2 separate regions of the Gossypium raimondii genome follow, and region 1 is linked to region 2. The links are chromatin contacts, called in public Hi-C maps. All regions are on one chromosome and are shown on one strand. Each heading gives the region's core, a stretch centred on a gene start, on an enhancer-like site or on the middle of the called end of the contact. The rest is flanking DNA. Distances are from core to core; before and after follow the strand shown. Region 1 holds the start of LOC105776380 (transcription initiation factor TFIID subunit 1). Region 2 has its middle 18 kb from the start of LOC128033906.

Region 1 (2,700 bases), core at 150-2,649, 72 kb after region 2:
ACACTAGTAATGTATTTTTTTTTGAAGCTACTTTAAAAAATTGCCATATGTCTTTTGTAAAAATATATTTTACTATGCTCCTAAAGGACACTTGTCAACCCTGATCTTACTTGTAGAGTCTGAAAACTTCACTGACGGTGTACCAAATATTATTCATATATATAATAGAATTTTTTAAGTTACAAAGATTTTCTTTTAAAATTTATTCGATAATAAATATATAGGTAGAACAATAATGAACTTGTATTGTAATACTATTGAATATGTGTTTGATCCTTAGATTTATAGTTTTAAATTATTTTATTTAAATACGATATAAAATATGAAAAGACAAAATATCATAATAATAAATTAATTATAGTTTAAAAGAAAAAATACTTCTATAATTTCATAATTAAGTTGACGACTCAATTAATGATAATATCGATATAATAAAGTGTTTAAATAGAAGTATTAAATTAAAATTATTATATATATGATAAAATAATGTCACAAATTAAATAAAATTTATATCGAAGGGTGAAGAAAAAGGATTTAGTGCATTCAAAATTTCATCGAGACAACTTGATTTGAAGGTTTAAATTATCTTACTAGAGGTAGTTCACTCATCCTCAAATCAATAAAAAAATATTTTTGAAATAAGTATGATTAGTTAGAAAATTTATCAGGGATGATGGAATTAAATTGTATAATTTTATAAGAATTAAAATATAATTTCACCATTTAAAATATTAAAATATTATTATTTTACAGAGAAAAGTATAAATTTACTGTGTAGTAATTTAAAATTTTACAAATTTCAAAAGGTAAAAAATTAAATTTTCCGGATAAACCCCTACCTACCTTTCTGCTGCCGCCCTTCATTTCAAGGTAAGCGAGAAATAAAAAACCAATTCGAGCCATCACATTTTGGAGCATATTTGGAATATAAATTTAAAATTACGGCCACTAAAAATTAATTTAATTAGTATGATGTGAAAATAATGATTCTATATTAAAATTAACTTAAAAGTATTATATAAAAACTATTTTTTTTGAAATATATTATATAAGAGTTATGATTAACTTTTTATTTACTTGAATTTTTAAGAAATATTTATAATTTCTTTTGAAAATTTTACCAAATAATATTTAAAAACTATAAAATAAAGAGAATATTCTTAAAATAAACTCCAAAACCTAAAACCTAAAATTAATACCGAAGATAGTAAAAGAAAAACTCCGTGGAATCAAATTGGGCCGTAAAACAGTTAAAAAGGCTAAAAAATCTCAAGTCGGACCGGATATTAGACACGTGGGTAATTGGCCCATTTACGTTAAGATTCTAAAAATCGAACTCGACGACAGCTCCTCTATAAATACCCCTGGCCTCTGCAACCAAATTTCAGTTTAATTTGTCGCTCGTTTTCCAGCACTTATATACAATTTTCACAATTTTTTTTTATAAAAATTCAGATAAATGTATATTTTTTAATTTTAATTTTTTTTCTGTTAATTTCCCTCTTTTATTAACCATCAAACCGAAATTTTGTTCTTTCCTCTAATTCTTTTCTCTCTCAGTTCAATCCCCAAAGCCCTTAAAGAACTTCATGGGTTTAGGTTAGGTTAAATTGTTCTAGGTTTTCTTCAGTTTTCTTCGATTTGCAGAAATAAAGAAATATGGGTCACTCTAGCTTCCAAGGTCTTCAATTTCACATATTTTTCACTTTCATTTCCTTTACTTTGGATTGAATTGTAAAGCCTCTTTTGTTTTTCATTCTTTTGAGCAGATGAAGATGACGATGAAGAAGAATACGAGGAGGAAGCTGGTGGGAGTAATCGGCTTCTGGGTTTTATGTTTGGGAATGTCGATAACTCCGGTGATCTTGATGCTGATTATCTTGATGACGTAAGTTTTCTTTTATAATTTGATCCCCTTTTCTTCTCGGAGCTTAAATTGTTGGCAATTTATGCGTGAGCCTAAACAAAACATTTCTACGCTGTTGTGGCCGTTTATGAAGCCGTTAAAGCTCGTTCTTTGCTTACTTTGTATGTTAAGTAGTATGTGGAATCCCAAGTTCTTGATGGGTTTGGAATGTGCAACACTTCGCCTTTTTGGTGGAGCTGGGTTTGGATGAGAGCATAGGATAAAATGAAGCTGATGTGAGGAAGGAGAGTGCAACACTTCGCCTTTTATGCTTCTTTTTGTTTTTGCTGAAGAAGTAAATGTACTTATTTTAGTGTTTAAGGAGCAATTAGGATTTAGGCTTATATTAATTTGGATTTTGCACCTGAAGAGTGGTGGAACAGAAGCCTCTTGAAGCTTCAGTGAACTATTTCTAATTGAGTTTAGAATGAAGTGCATGGTGTGCAAAAGTTCATTTGATTTGAAGAATCGCTAAATTTAATTTAAATACAGAGAATAACCATGTTTTTTATAAACTCGTTTGTTCTGCAAATTCCTGTCAAATTCAACTCCATTAAATATGAATCAAGTTGAATGAAACTCTTACAAGTTTGGAGAAATAAACTCGCCAATCTCATTTAGTTCAATTACAAGACTCAAGCCATGTAAAATAAAGGCCATAGAAAAGGATATTCTGTAACTAAATTAGGATCAAATTCAGACTAGCGAACCCAAGCAAATTAGTCGAAAGCACTAATGATACTGACACATCATTTAACATTTAAACTAACAAAAAAAAAAAAACTTGTGGCACT
Region 2 (2,700 bases), core at 194-2,693:
TGCTGAGGTATTTTTTTAAATTTATGTTTTTTGCAAAAATCAACTCATATTGCGAGAGGCGAGTTGAGCCTCGGACACATGCCAATGTATTTCTTTTTAATTTCTGTTTTTCAAAAAAAAATCAACTCATATTGCGAGTGGTGAGTTGAGCCTCAGGTCACATGCTGAGGTATTTTTTTTAAATTTCTGTTTTTTTCAAAAAATCAACTCATATTGCGAGAGGTGAGTTGAGCCTCGGACACATGCCGAGGTATTTCTTTTAAATTTCCGTTTTTCAAAAAAAATCAACTCATATTGCGAGAGGTGAGTTGAGCCTCAGGTCACACGACGAGGTATTTTTTAATTTCTTTTTTTTTTTTCAAAATCAACTCATATTGCGAGAGGTGAGTTGAGCCTCAAGTCACAAGCCGAGGTATTTTTCAATTTCTATTTTTCAAAAAAAAAAAAGAATCGCACGCAGAGCTTTTCTCGATTTCTATTTTTTAAATAAAAATAAAATTTTGGATAGTCGAACAAAATTCAATGCTTTTAAGTCTTTGCTCTATCCCTGTTTCACAGTGATGAGCAAAGAGGGGCAGCTGTAAGCACTAAATTTTCTCCGGGTTTTGTCGTGTTTAATTTTTTTTAAAAATTCAAAAAATAAAAAAAATAAAAAATTATATTTTGACCCTTAAACTTCTTGAAATCACATTTTGACCCCTAATTTTTTCTAAAATTATATTTTGACCCTTAAAATTTTTGAAATTACATTTTGACCCATAAACTTTTCAAAATTACATTTTGACTCCTAAATTTTCTCAAAATTATATTTTGGCCCCAGAAGTTTTGCTGCGTTTGCAATCTGGTCCTTCTGGCAGCCAAACTTGATTTGCGCACCTAATCCCCACGATTTTCGGCCACCGGCCTAGGGTATGGCCTCCCTTCTCCCTAGCAACCTGCCACCTACAAAAAGAAGCAAAGAAATCACTATAAAATGGGTTTAAAACCCCAAAATCAAGACCCCCCCACAAAACGAAAAAGAAAAAAAAGAGAGCTTTTTCGAAAAAAGAGAAGAGAAAAGAAAGAAAAGAAAAAGAAAAAAAGAGGAGAAGAGAAGAGCCTTCGACGTCGGCCCAACGGTAGAGACGACGGCAGCAGCGGCGTGAAAGAGGCGGCAGGGCAAGCTAAGGTTTTGAAAAAGAAGAAGGAAGATGAAGAAAAAGAAGAAGAATGGAAAAAAAAGGAAAAGAAAAAGAGAAAAAAATAATTTTTTTTAAAATAGTCAGGTCGATTGACCCAACTCGGATCCAACCCGCACCTGACCTGAGCAGCCCACCAGAACCGCAACCCCCAAAAAAAATACAGCAGCAAAAAAAAAAAACAACTCCCATAGCAGGCCTAGCAGGCCAGCCCAAGCGCAGGCCCAACCCAGCGCCAGGCCCAACAGCAGGCCAGCAAACCCATCCCAGCATCAGCAGGCCCCCAGGCCCGTTCCAACAGCAGGCCCAACAGCTAGCCCAGCCCAGTCCAGAATAAAGGAAGGAAAAAAAGGAAAAAAGAAAGAAAAAAAGAAAAAAAAAAGAGAAAAGATGAAAGAAAAAAAGAAAAAAGGAAAAAAGGTCGTGTATTCCGTTCATCAAGCTCGTATTTTCGAGTTTTTGGTAATTTTCTTTTTTACTCACTTTTAATTTAATTTACGTATTTTTATGACATTTCATCTTTAATATTCTTGGTTTTTTTTAGCATTTTTTTATACTTCTTATTTAATTTTATTATTTTTAATTTTCATAAATAAGGCGACGAACCGATTTAACATTAAGTCGTATATTTTCATCGCTATGTTGGGTGAATATATTTGGCTCGTGTTAAATTCGGGACGCCCTTTTAAAAAAATGAAAAACTTAAAAATTCTCGTGTTTTGAAATAAAATATGTATTTTTGTAATTATCAGTAAATTTATCAAAATTTTGTCTTTAAAAATGTATATAGTACGATAACATGTAATTTATCAAAACTTTCGCGTTTTTAAAAAAATTCGTGTTTTCGTATTTTCAACAAATTCTCGTGTTTTAAAAAAAAATTCTTGTGTTTCAATCGGATCACGATTAAATATTAAATTGAACTCGTATTTTTGAAAATTAAGACAACACGCACTTAACGAGATACCAATTTTGGGCGTCGCTAGGGTGCTAATACCTTCCTCGCGCGTAACCGACTCCCGAACTATAATTTTCTCTGGATTTTTTAACGTGGATCTAAAATTGACTCTTTTAAAGAAAATTTCAAAAAATTATCTTTTAAAAAGAGAATTTAATAGGTGACCGATCACACCTAGAAAAAAAAAGATCGGTGGCGACTCCCTTTTTTTTAAATAAAATCGAGACTCTGCTTTTAAATTTTCCATAATCACTTTGACTAGCGCCCGAGCAAAAATTTTTAGGTCGCTACAAATTTCTTAATATTTAAAATAATATTTTTTATTTACTCCAAAATTATATATCGTACCAAACCTTCCTTTCGAAACAATACAAAAAATTATGATAGAATACAAATCAATATGAGAAAATACAAAAAATATAAGGAAGTACCAAAATTATGAGAAAGTACCAAAACTTAGATGTATAAAAGATTATGAAAGAAAACCAAAAAAAATATGAGGAAGTACCAAAATTATGATCGGATACCAAAAGTTATGAGGGATACCAAAAATATGAGGATGTA

The links. A called contact is a pair of places that touch in the nucleus more often than the background predicts.
Region 1: a contact with region 2 is called in a Hi-C map of leaf, with 1.7 times the contacts expected there. The contact joins the promoter of LOC105776380 here to the enhancer-like site in region 2. A contact is called at or near these places in 2 of 2 Hi-C or Micro-C datasets (both in leaf).

What each region holds. Positions count from the first base shown.
Region 1 is chr10:21,142,175-21,144,874 of ASM2569854v1, forward strand. LOC105776380 (transcription initiation factor TFIID subunit 1) reads left to right here and starts at 1,400. Exons shown (of 21, transcript XM_012598995.2): 1 at 1,400-1,681; 2 at 1,770-1,888. The coding sequence starts at 1,660.
Region 2 is chr10:21,069,723-21,072,422 of ASM2569854v1, forward strand. No RefSeq gene overlaps it. Among protein-coding and RNA genes, the nearest start is that of LOC128033906, 18 kb to the right of the region's middle. Within about 2 kb of position 1,444, the one cell type or tissue checked has open chromatin away from gene starts, as enhancers often do. A contact at or near this core is called in leaf, where this site is marked.